Linked DNA regions of Mus musculus: region 2 is linked to region 1. A link is a contact called in public Hi-C data. All regions are on one chromosome and are shown on one strand. Each heading gives the region's core, a stretch centred on a gene start, on an enhancer-like site or on the middle of the called end of the contact. The rest is flanking DNA. Distances are from core to core; before and after follow the strand shown.

The links. A called contact is a pair of places that touch in the nucleus more often than the background predicts.
Region 2: a contact with region 1 is called in a Hi-C map of the N1E-115 cell line, with 1.9 times the contacts expected there. The contact joins two enhancer-like sites.

What each region holds. Positions count from the first base shown.
Region 1 is chr5:131,641,785-131,648,821 of GRCm38.p6, forward strand. All of the region lies in intron 5 of Auts2 (autism susceptibility candidate 2), which reads right to left. Among named protein-coding and RNA genes, the nearest start is that of Gm29681, 230 kb to the left of the region's middle. Within about 2 kb of position 1,742, at least 72 of the 459 cell types and tissues checked have an H3K27ac peak or open chromatin away from gene starts, as enhancers often do. A contact at or near this core is called in the N1E-115 cell line, where this site is marked.
Region 2 is chr5:131,954,193-131,960,615 of GRCm38.p6, forward strand. The region is part of intron 4 of Auts2 (autism susceptibility candidate 2); the gene reads right to left. Among named protein-coding and RNA genes, the nearest start is that of 4930563F08Rik, 77 kb to the left of the region's middle. Within about 2 kb of position 2,124, at least 18 of the 459 cell types and tissues checked have an H3K27ac peak or open chromatin away from gene starts, as enhancers often do. A contact at or near this core is called in the N1E-115 cell line, where this site is marked.

The DNA of each region.
Region 1 (7,037 bases), core at 492-2,991:
TTCACATTTGTATTTCTGGCGCTGCTATGGCAGGAAGAGAGGAAGAGGACAGGTGAGCCACTGCAAAGCTCCTAGATCAGCAAGTCTGCACTGCAGGGACAGAACAACGGAAGAGACCCTGCTGCAACAAGGCAAAACCACAGAACTGATGCCTGAAAGTTGTCCTCTGACCTCATCATCCATGTAGCAGTATGGATGTATAAACACTCATTATAAACACACACACCAAAAAGAAAAGAAAACTATATAAAAGGACAAAGAAACGAATACAGGCCTGGACTTCCCCTTGGAAACCTGAGAGCACAGTTAGGAATCTGGATTTCAAGACACGACATACTTAGCTTAGAAACTCAATGAGCCAGAGTCTTCTGAATGGAGACCAGCCACTGACTTGGCCAGTAACTGGGAATGCCTGTGTTTCCTTTAAAGGAATCATTAGTCTCTAGTTTGAACTTTGAAAAAATAAAATATCAGGAGCTGGGGAGATGGCTCAGTCTGTAAAGTGCTTGCTTTGAAGGCATGAAGACCTGTGCTCAATACCTATAATACATTTCCAAAAAAACCAAACCAAACCAAACCAAAACCCTGCTGAGCATTGACTCAGAGCCAGCTTGGTGGGTAAAAGTACTTCCTGCACAAGCCTAATGACCTCAAGACGTGTCATGCAGTACCCATGTATGTCACACACACACACACACACACACACACACACACACACTGAAATAATAAGCAATCATAAAGCTGGATGTGCTATTACAGATCTGTAATCCCAGTGCCGGGAGAGGTGGAGTCACTGGACAGAGAGTCTAGCCTAATTGGTGATTTCCAAACCAATAGGTAACCCTTTCTCAAAGAGCAGGGCAGCTATGTGGACAGCCCCTAAGAAACGACAGCCAAGGTACATATGTGCGCATACATGTACAAATAAAAGGTACACACCCACCACAAACAGCTCTGACCCTACTGAGGGGTGCAGCAGGCTGCTCTACAAGGCTGGCTGGGTGGTAGGCTTGCAGGTGGGGAGATAAACTCACAGTACACTACAGTGAGTTATTTCTGAGGTTCCCATGGTGTGCTCCTAATGGGTATAAGGATGTGCTGACTTCCAAAGTGGGACTGACAGGCCCGCAGTCAGCTGTCATCTCCATCACAGACTTAATAGCTTTGCCAGGCATCCTCCCAGCAAAGGAAGAGAAGAAAGGTCTTGCTAGGTGACAGCATTCAGAAAGAATGTGTGTGAATGCCATTATGGTATTGAAAGCGTCAGGTGCCAGCAAGAAGGGCCCTGATCAGACAGACAAGCAACTGGGCTGCATACTTGAAGGTTATTTGAAGCCTGTCACTTCTATTAGCCAGTTAACCACTGGTGGAATCACTCACTAATTGGCCTTCTTCGTACCAAGGTGGGGCTGAGGTGGGGAAGGTGGAGAGGCCTAGACCTGGCACTCATGGTGCCTACCCTATTAGCAACTCATGATGGCTGGCAGGAGGAGGGGGGCAGCGTGCGGGCAGGGTTACCCCATGTGCCTGCTCATTAGCGGCTGGCACTAAAGCAGAGAAGCTAGTGGACACTGGCACAAGGCTAGCTTTCTGTTCTTGGAGAAGGCCAAAAATAATCTCAGTAGATTTAATTAAAACTGCAGTGAACAGATGGGGAAGATGGAAAAGAACTCCGACTGGAGACCGCTCATCTGTCTAGGTCTAGGCGAGCGTTTTAATGAAGCCCTCCTCTGTCTGCAGGGGCCCGGGACTGACACATCCCTTTCTGGTTATGCAACCGAGTGGAACGATTACCTAGCAACTCTGCTTAAAGAGCCAGGGGCCTCTTTCCCAAAGAAAAGTGTGGCTTGACTCAATGTATCTACCACCGTGGTGAAAAGCCATCAGGCGAGAGGAGGAGGGCCTTGTTCTAACTTGAAGACGGGCAGTCAGAAGATGCTCGACACGGGGCTATGGGTGGAGGCAGTGGGGGAAAGGGGGCTGAAGGGAATCTACAAACAGAATTGAGACTTAAATCTTGATGTCCAGCGGAAACAAAGAAGCTCTGTCCAGACCAGGCCAGTGGTCTGCCACAGTCAGGGCTCCTTTCACGGTTTGCTGGGCCGCAGGGAGCTACTGGGAATGGCAGGAGACTCCCCAGCCCACCATGGACGTTAAGAGCCGGCATACCATGCCTGTGCTCTTCACTGACTGACTGATTTCCATGGCAAAGCCCCAAGTTCTGGGGCTGAGAGCAAAAGAAGAGTTCAGAAGTTGCTTGTACTGTGTAGACCAACAGCAAGGAAAGGCCAAGTTGGCTGTGAGTAAGTTTGGCCCAGCGGGGTAGGTTTAAAGGCCCAGTGGATTTGCTGTTGTCTAGACCAATGGGCGTTTAGAGAAAGACCCAGAGTAGGAACGTCAGTGGATTCTACTCAAAGAATCCTGACTATTTAGAGACAATATGGAGGTGTTCTCTTAAGTCCTCTACTAATAAATAAATAAATAAATAAATAGATAAATAAATAATCTTTTTGAGATGTTAGTAAAGATTGGTATTGGCTACTTCCTTTCAACATCAAAAAATTAAATTACTTTGAATAGTTTTAAAATGTGTGTGCATGGAAAAAGAGTTGAGAGAGAGGGAGAATGAGAGAGAGAGAGAGAGAGAGAGAGAGAGAATATGCATGTGTGGAGGTCAAAGTACGACTTGAGAGCTGGTTCCCTCGTTCCACCCTGTGGTTTCCAAGGATCAAAGTCATTGGTTTTGGCGGCTGATGCCTTTAGTTGATAAGTCATCTTGAATACTCATTAATTAATCCATTATTTATGTGTGTGAGAGAGGGAGAGTGTTTGTGTAGTGTGTGTGCTGGTATGTGCGTATGTGCGTGAGGCCGTGGGCTGCTGTGCATGTGCACAGAATCTAGAAGCAGACAATGTGTGTTCTGCTATCACCTGATGCTCATGAGAACCAGAGCATGGCTACTCGCAGCACGCCTTGGGGATCCTTCTGTGTCCATGCCACACAGCACTGGCCTTATGGGTGCCGGGGATTTGAACCAGGTCCTCAGGCATGTGCAGCAAGCACTCCTTGACCACTGAGCCATCTCCCCACTCCACTGACATGTTTTTATGTTAGTAAGTACTGCAGATGTGGCTCACTTGAGAGAGTGTTTTCCTAGCATGAGTGAGACCACAAGTCTGATCGTCGACACCCTGGTATTGAACATCTGCCTACAATTCTAGCCCTTGGAAGGCGTTGGCAGGAAGATTAAAAGTTCAAGGTCACAGTGAGTTTTAGGCCAGCTGTGTCTACATCACACACACACACACACACACACACACACACACACACGGGGAGGGAAATATCATACATTCAACCCACAATTATAAATATAGGTGAAGCAAACCTCTTAGGAACGTTAGATGGTCAGATGTCAGCCATTTCCAAATGGCCATGGATATGAGAGGGAAGATTAGAACTTGCCATTTTATCTCTGAAGCACCATCAGAAGAAAACAGAAGATGCCATATAGAGCCACCACTTCTCCTCCGGACCTTCTAGCTCCAATCCAAGCACTCCCCACCCTGACATCTACCTTTTAAGGGAAATGGGCTAACTCCCTGCCCATCCACCCAATGTTCAAGGAGATGCCAAAAGATGTTTACTGAGTGCACAGAGCCTCAAAAGGTACTGAATTGTGTCATTTGGTGGAAAAAAAAAAGCAACCAAGTTTCCCTTGAAACTAGTTATGCAATGGTGTTTAAAAAAAAAAAAAGAAAGAAAGAGAAAGAAAAAAAAGCTTTTTGCTCAGCTAAGTTTCCTACTATATTAATCTCATTATCCTTTGAACCGTTTAACTGGCAGTGCCAAATGCAATTTGTATTCTGCGGCAGAGCGAATGCTCTAAAATGATTATCCCAATATGAACCGTGGCAAGCCTCGATATTGTTGGGTCTGAAAGGCCTCCTAACCACTGAATACTGTTCCCATATGCCTTCTGAGTTTCATGACACAGTGTTGCGTCTGCTTTTGCAAGGGATAAATTAAGCGTGTGAAAGTCTTAGCAAAGCCCTCATTTTCCAGTTAATCAAATCTCCCCTAATCAAATTAGCACACATAATTCCTCTGGATGTGCGGCACAAAAACTGCATTATCCCCCTTCCTCAGAGTTGAAAGCAGAGGACGCAGCATGGAGTCTTTCTCCTTTGCTTGAGTGGCCCTAAATAGAGGAGTTCTTCAGAAGGACGGGTCGAGGTAAACTTTGGCAGCGATGGCGTTCCCAGCTCATTAAATCCGCTGCGTCTGTGACCACCTCCGGGGACCACTGAAGCATTCCGTAATGAGATACTTGTTTAATTTTCCTTCAAAGGCCGGACATCTGTGACAACCCTCCCTCCATTCCAACCCCACACAGGCAAATGTATCAATAGGCCTAAGGCCTCTATCCAGTTTGATGGAGTGTTTTCCATTGAATAAACCAGATAATAAATTTTGAAGAGGAAGGAACAATTGCCATTAACTCTCGTTCTCTCCAAAGAGTCCAAGTCCATCATGAAAATTCAATAGCGGCTAAGCTAAATGGATAGATGTTCACAGTCAACCTTTTTTAATTGATTTCCCTTCATGAAATGATCTAGTCTCTGAAGCTAGCCGTCCCAGAGCCCCTCTTTAACCTTTCTTTTCATTCCAAATACATTTAGAAGCCCTGAACAAAAAGGAATAGCTAAAATATTAATCTCCCTTGAGAGCAAAGGCCTGCAACAGACCAGATTTTCAGATCAATCCCCAACAGCGCCCGTGGTCCACAAAAGAACGAACCCTACTCTTAGCTCTATTCAGTGTGGCACCGGCACTGACCTTTACTGAAAACCAACCACCACATCCCGACACTGGAAGAGACTAGAAAGCTTTTCTTGCATAATAGGGATTCGTCCATGATATTGTTAGCTCTCGGCCCTGTAGTCACTTCTGCATATGCCATAATAAGGCTTGGAATGCATATAATGAGAGAGATATTTTCACTTTAATACTTTATTATGTCTAGGGATATGTTTTAAGCAATATTTCATGTCCCATCCAACCCCCTCCTCCCCTTTCCTGCTTCCTCTCTTTAGCCCCCTCCCACCCACCCTCAGCCCTGCCTTTTTCTAGACTTGGTTGGCCAGGACCCTTCAGGAGGCACATGGAACGTGCTATTGTAATTCTCTCTATCACAATGACAACATGGTGGCCGGGCATGGTGGTGCACACCTTTAATCCCAGCACTCGGGAGGCAGAGGCAGGTGAATCTCTGAGTTCGAGGCCAGCCTGGTCTATAGAGTGAGTTCCAGGACAGCCAGGGCTATACAGAGAAACCCTGTCTTGAAAAACCAAAAACCAAAAACCAAAACAAACAAACAAACAAACAAACAAAACAAAAAAATTCCTTAGAACAATTTTCCCATCCACAAAGGTGACCCTGCAGTTCTCATACCCCCTCCCCTGCCTCTGTGTATCAGCCCTGGATCACAGGCCTGGCATCAACCCAAGCCAGTGAGTGTATCACAGGAGTGTCTAAGCCCTCTGTGCTCTCTCTGGGCTCCCAGAGCCAGGCCAAATGACTCCAGGGAGCCTAGAACTCATAACAAGAGAAAATTCACTTCCCCCACACCTGCCTTCTCCCCAAATCAGCTCTAATTTTGACAAACATAGAAACTGCTTTATAAAGTGTACTAGAATAAATGAAATGGGCAAGTCTCCCCACGGAACCCCAAAGTCACTCGGTATCAGACTCAGTTCATTAGCTTCCCTCTCAGTCCTTAACAGGTCAGGTCCCCTCTAAATCCCACCTCTCTGCTCCGCAAGGAGAGGAGGGGGGGAAGCTCTGCAAGCTGCTATTTCACTCCCAGCCCCAGCCCCAGCATGTGACTGCCCCGTGAGCTGGGAGCAGAGGCCTGTGCAGTTTCCAGGGCTGACACCTCCTCCCCTCATGAGCCACACTAACCCCACAGCAGCTGGCCAGAGAATTCCCCAAGGCTCTGCTACAGAAGCTGAGAAATGGAAGCCCAATTTCCACGTGGATTCCCTAAGCAGGAAGCTGTGAACGTGTGAGTCGCCTTCCCTGGGCCAAGGTCTGTTTATGTAGCCCCTTATTTACTGGAGCAGTAAGTTGGGAAATCATGGGGATTGCATAAACTCCCTGCCACAGAATCAGCGGCTGTGGAGCACACAGAGGGATACCCACTAGATTCCATCTCTCTGCCAGGAACCATGGGAGGCTCTTGCCTTCAGATCTCCTTTCATGTCCTTACCAGATGCCAAAGCTGATACTCATCTGCATTTCTCAACACATGAGGAAATGAACTCTGTGAGAGGAATCTGCACAGAGGTAATTCTTCCAATGTGTCTACAAACTCAGGCTCATTTGTGATTACTCCTAAACCCTTTAATCTACATTTCCTTTCTAGCTCAAAGGGTTTGAATCAGCCCCGATACCATCATCAAACAGTTGGCCCTTCTGCACACTATGGTCCTTCAAGTATGTATCGAATACTTGTATGTTTGTACTGAGATTTGTCACTTTAAAGAATCTACAGGGTGGGAGAAAAGCAAAGCAGCCAAGGAAGGCTGACATCTCCAGGAATTTTCAGCAAGTACGGTCATGAGGCCTCACGGAGCTGGGAGGGAAATAAGACACAAGGCAGGACCCCCACAGGCAGGAGACTGGGACAGAGGCACTGTCAAAGGTCTGGAGTACTTGCTTTTAGGTCATCAAGAAAGAAAGTGGGGCTGGTATGGCTCAGTGGTAGAGCCCCTGCCTAGAATCCCCCAGGGAGGGGCTGGGGGCGTGGCTCAGTGGTAGAGCCCCTGCCTAGAATCCCCCAGGGAGGGGCTGGGGGTGTGGCTCAGTGGTAGAGCCCCTGCCTAGAATCCCCCAGGGAGGGGATGGGGGCGTGGCTTAGTGGTAGAGCACCTGCCCAGAACCCTCCAGTGAGGGCCTGGAGAACTGGTTCCGTAGTAGACTGTCTATCTGAAATTCTCCAGTGAGGAGCTGAGAGTATGATTCGGTGACATGGTG
Region 2 (6,423 bases), core at 874-3,373, 310 kb after region 1:
AGAGAGCAGAGTCAGACAAATGACCCAAGGGTATTGGAGGATCGGAGAAGGTGCTGTGTGAATCCCAGATATTAGACATTGGATTATTTATACAGCTGGCGTTTGGTTTTGCTTTGCTTTGACTGTGCCTGTGCCCTGGTACTTCTCTCTTGAAGAAAGACTGTACTTAATTCATTTTTTATTTTTCAGGTGCCTACAGTTGAGCCTTTGAACTTTTAAACAAACTAGGGAACTTTACTAAGTCTTTAGATTATGTTTAAGAGACTGAGCTTTTTTTCAGTGTTTGAATTTTTAAGGACTTTGAGACTTATAAAATTTGTAACTTTTTTATTATAATTTTGATATTCATGTGTAATCTTGTGGATGAATAAGGATAGGAAGGTTAAGGCTCAACAATGATATATTCCTGTGTCAAATGAACAAGAGGTCAATTGTGCTGGCTCGTTTTATGTCAACTGGATACAAGATAGAGTCATCTGAAAGGTGGGAACCACAATTGAGAAAATGGCTCCATGAAATTCAAGCTGTAGGGCATTTTCTTAATCAGTAACTGATAGGAAAGGGCCCAGCCGTTTGTTGGTGGTAACGTCTGAGTTGCTGGTTCTTCATTATTTAAGAAGGCTGAACAAGCCAAGAGGAGCAAGCCAGTAAGTAACACTACTCCATGGCTTCTATATTGGTTCCTGCCTCCAGGTTCCTTCCCGGGTTGGGTTCCTGCCCTGACATCCTTCAGTAATGGACCACAATGTGGAAGCATAAACCAAATTAACCCTTTTCTCCCCAGGTTTCTTGGGTCATTGTTCTTCGCAGTCACAGAAACACTAATTAAGAAGGTTGGTGGCGATCAGTGTGCCCGATGTTTTAGTGTTTGTTGTCTACAAGCAACACCGCTGATTAGTAAGCAATCAATTACATGTGGATTTTAGACGCTGTAACGAAGTTTCTATAAGGGTGTACTTCTTTTGCTGTCGCTTGATCCAGGCGAATCTGAAACTCAGTAAGGACCTAAGAATAACCTCCACCCCCTGAGTACCAGGATTGCAGGTGGGTACCACCATACTCCTTTTATGTAGTACTAAGGATAAATGCTATTCTCATGTTTTATATTGTCTAATGTTTGCATTCCATATGAATACGGCTTTGGAAGTCAGAGCCTACTGCCATTGCTTGCCAGTCTGTATAGGCCTATGTGTGCCCACCAAGGTCTGTGTGGCATCCTGTGTATGTGTCTATGTGTGGACAGTATGTGTTAGCATGTGTCTAGGTGCTTGTCAGCATCTGTCTGTGTGCTGGTGAATAAAGTACATCTTATTTACCTAGGATTTCTTCAACTCTCTTCAGCCTCCTGGTTTCAATGACCGTCCTCAGTCCCTGGCATCAGAACATGGACCTCACAGTTTTAAATTCCCTGTCCTACCCCCGCCTCAGGCTTGGCTAGCACTTAAAGAACTTTTCCACACCATATATCTCATTTTTTTATGGGAGAGAGCGTGAGCGACAGTTTTGTGCATTATATAACATGTTGTTCTGGCTAATTAGTTGACTAGCAATTAAAAATAAAAATCATGGCATAGGGCCACTTGTCAGTTCCACCCTGCCATCAACGTGCATGATGTTCATTGTATCTTTTTTTTTTTTTAAGTATCACCAGCAAGGAGAGAGATGGTCTCTGTTAGAGCTTATTCCCTCATTTGGTATAATTAATCCTGACAATTTGCCCATCACACGGTGTCTGTCTCCAGAAGGGGAAAAACACTACTTTGTGTTCCTGGGATCACAAGTCTAATTGAGCGGAAAACAAATCTGTTTTAAAAACAAGAAAAGAGACAAGTTACCGTTTTAGTCTGTTAAAAAAAAAAAAAAGGAAAAAAAAATGAAGAACAACATGACAATATGGGAGAAAATGGGAGACTGTGAAATTTAATTTTTTTTTTCAAAAATGTATTTCCAAGAAAAAGTTGAGACTCTGGTTTCTTGTCTCAAGGCTACACGCTTGAGCAGGACACTTCCTGGAAAGAACCTCTTACCACAAAGGCTGACAAACTGATTACAGCTTCCGTGAGGGGCACAGATGGAATGCTGCACGTCCTGAAGTCCTGACCCAAATTATCTTGAGCCGTCATTAGTCCCTGTGACAGCCGTTTGTTACTCCTCTCTGTCTGTGTCTGACACCTTTGTGACCACAGGGTAAACCTTCTGCTGTGGACAAAAGAGACCCAAACTGACAAATCCAAGGGCTTGGAATGCACGTGAGACCCCAGTCTTCCCTGCTTTTCCTACAGAATGCTTGCCACCGATGTTTGAAAAGTATGTTTTTAGAATTTCTTATTTTTCAAATTACGTGTACGTGGGTGTCAGTGGAGGTGGACCTGAGCAGTGATGACCATGGAGGACAGAGGCTGTGGATTGCCACAGAGCTTAAGTTACAGGTGGTTGTTAGCCTCCCTACACGGCTGCTGAGAACAGAACCTGGGATCTTTGCAAGACCAATATAAACCAGAAACTTCCTCCAGCCCCCAAGTGTGGTGTTTTATGACTTCCTTTGTTCATGAAATTGCTACCTCGCTGGAATGTTGTTATTTGGGAAAACCAATCAATGCTTCTGATCCACACCCATTCATATTTGGCTCCAGAATAAGTCCTGTTTGACAGAGCCCTTTCTTGCTTAGTCAAACGGCCACGCCTCCCATTGCTTTTCATTCTTCAAAAAAGGGTCTGGTCTAGACGGTGGTCATCTACCTACTAGAAGGGTAGTTTGGGGCCTTGGACAGAGGAACAACCTTTCTGCTCCTTCCTGTCTCCTCAGAAAGTAAAGAAAACAAGGCACCATGCTGTAATTTCAGCTGACAAAAAGCATCAGCATTATCACACACTTTGTGAATTAAGTAATGATTTAATTAGTGCCAGGCTGAATGGTCATATAATGTTGTAATTAGAAGGTTGAGACAAAAATAATTGGTGGAGGTGGGGTTGGGACTTTGTAGGGAATTATCATAATGAATGGAAAACAGGAAGTGGTAATGCATGCCTTGGTGGCTGATTAGAGACCCTGAGGGCACGGACCCTGGCTTACACCACAGTACCTTCAGCTGCATGCCTGGGCCCCAGCAAATCAAATTTTCTGCTTTTTTAAAACCATATTATACAGGGACTCAATCACGGGACTATCCTCTGAGTTCTAAAACGAAAGGTTAGAAACCTTGTCCTGCTTCTCTGCATTGAGAAGTCGAGGTTCTGTAGCAGGAGGGAGAAGAAAATACCCCTTGCTGACATCACAAGTTAGGAACAATGCAGGTGGAGGTACTGTGAAGCTACAAGTCCAACCCAGCACACACCCAGGAGCTGAACACAGTGAATTTCAATGGCATTCCTCACGCTCTGTAAACTTTAAATTTTTGTCTTTAAAATAGCTTTTTTTAAAAAAAAAATAACCTTAATATGTGTATATCTGTATGTAGGTATGTACACATATGTGCAGGTGTTAGCAAAGGGCAGACAGGACACTGGGATGCCCTGCAGCAGGAGTTATAGGCAGTTGTGAATTACTGATGTTGGAACATGGAGTTTGAGGTAATCTAAACCTGTGTTCCCAAACCATGGTAACTCATATTTGGCTCTAGAATAAAAAAAATCTTTCATCCCCATTGAGGTAAAAGTTCTGATTTTCTATCAAAGCATAACATTATAAATTTGTGAAAGACATTTAGCAACTTCTCATGTTATAGAACACATATATATTTGCTGTCACCTCTGACTATCTTTTCTCAGGTTTCAGCCATATAAAGTCATCCATAATGACTATTCACATGGAAGAGTCTAGAACTCATATTTTAAAGTGTAAACTGTGATAATATCCTGTATTTTCTGTTCTTTTCCCTGCCACCTCTGTATGAGATTCATCTATGCATTTAGCATATAATGCTCACTAGTTACTTGGTTACCAGATCTAACATCATAGTTCATAGTTATATAAACTTGAATTTAATTTTATCATGTCTCAAAACACAGCAATAGTGATATCCCCAGTCAGTGGCACTATTTGCAGAGGTTATGGAACCTCTATGCTTTCTGCTCCTACTGCTAAATCTTTCCCATCATTGAGGACCTTATCACTCTGGAACCATAAGCAAACAAAACCAAAATCAAAAACCAAACAAACAAACAAACCCAAAATAAACAAACTTGGTTTTTATCACAGTAACAAAAGAAAAACTAATATAATATGTATGGTTAGGAAGCAGCAAGGACACATAGAGTTGGGTTTTCTCTGTGGCTGGCCTACAGCATGCACTAGGGTTCACTTTGATTCTTTACAGGATAAAAACCCAGGTCCTTTGATATCCAGAAAGTAGATAGTTGAAAAACTAAAAAGCCTTTCCACTGAACAACAACTACAAAATCACAATTTGGTATGTCAGAAAAATAAATACAAACAAACAAAAGAACAAAACAGTTAATGCTGAAGATGCATGACATCTACCTCATTTTTATTATCCCAGATTCACAGCCTACCTTGGTAACAATCACCTGAAGTCCTAGCAGTTGGGAGTTTAATATAAAAGGATTCTGGGCCATAGGCTATTTCAGAACCACTTAGTGAATTACAGGATGGCCTGAACTATCTGGTAACATACTGTCTGGATCACAATGAAACAAATAACACAAAATGAGAAAACAAAATCTCTAACAAATACATTTAAATCACACACAGAATTCTAGCTGCAAGGGAGTCTAGTAAGTACACATTTCCTTCTCTGGTCCTTGTAGATAAGAAAAGTAGGCTAGGAACGAAAATTATGTTCCATTCAACCATGAGCACCAGACTGTAGCTGTCTTCCAAACTTCTCAGTTATTTTTTTTTCACCATTTTGCCTAGATCATCATTAATTTCCAGGTCAGTGCACTGAGAGAGAATGCAGATAGCAGAAAATCCTGAGTTACTTGAGCCCTTGGCTAATATAAACATACATCTAGGAATGCTGAAGAGACAAACAATACAAAACTATCTTCCATCTACTTGTTTTTCTCCCTTTGTCTTATTTTAAGTGCCAAGGCAGTATTTTTCCTTATTAATAAAAGCTACCATGGCAAATAAAACTCCAGATTAATATGTCCAAACAGTGTTGGAAACAATAAAAAGAAATATAAGCAAATTTAAAAGAAAGAAAATAAAAAGAAAACTAGCCATGAAAGGTAATTTACAGAAAAAAATGAAATCTCATAACTTGGTACCTGTGACTCTTACGTAACTAATGGTTTCAGATACACAGCCGAGTGTGGACTCTACCAAGGCTTTTTGCTAAAGGACAGATGCTTGCTGGGAGTCATACATGATTAGGGGTCATCGCAGACCTGTGCAGTAGAGAAGTGACCATCTAGCCAAACACAGTCTTACCAAAGATAAAGAAAAAGTAGTGTAGGCTATCCCCAAAGCTGGCTTTTGAGAAGTTTATACATAAAGTAAGAAAAGTATGAGAATAGAATGAGGGTCAAGTTAGCACCACAGGCAAATAGAATTTAAAAGCCAGTTTAAATGCACACTCCAGAATACAATTACCCAACGTGTGAAGAAGTAACTCATAATATTCACTGTCTAAGGAATATCCAAATAACAGTCAATTCCCTCTTATTGCTACTACTCCTAGGGAAAAACAGAACTCAATGACAAGAGAAACCATGTAGATAAATGAATATGGGGACAGTCAGGTGGAGAAAGGGCCACTGTTAACTGAAATGGAAAGGCAGGGAATGAGAGTGGGTATCAAAAATGTCTGCTACAGCTCATTTGCTTAAAAAGAAACACATCCATCACTCATCAAGTGACAAGGTTGTGACTTCCATCCAGTCTTACAGCACTAAGGACTCATAGATTTTTCCCAGTGCTGACCAGATTAAACATAAAGAGTTACAACATGCTAATATAGAAAACTCCACAACACTCTTTTAACCATAGAATACAACACTAGCACTAGCACAACACTAGAGGAGTGAGCTGTAAAGATGCCTTGGAGTGTAAAGGAATTTGCTGCCACACCCAGTGACTCCAATCTCTGGTGCCCACTTGTTAGAAAAAGAGAACTGACTTCTGTAAGTAGTCCTCTGACCTTCATGCATACAAATTTCCATCACACACACACACACACACACACACACACACGCACACACACACACACACACAAATTATATGCAAAAGTGGGAGGTGTTAAAAAATATACAAATTCTGAAATTATTTTGCAATTTGTCAAATTTTCAATGAACAATCCTGCCAGTTATTACTAAGAGTGTGGGGCAGGTGGCTATCAAAAGTGATTAAAGAGTCTAAAACAAAATCACAATTTCATTTTTTCCACCTGAAACAGAAGACCTTTCATACTGAAGACTCTCAATGCTATGTGTTTTATGAGTGATGACCTTTGCCCTTGA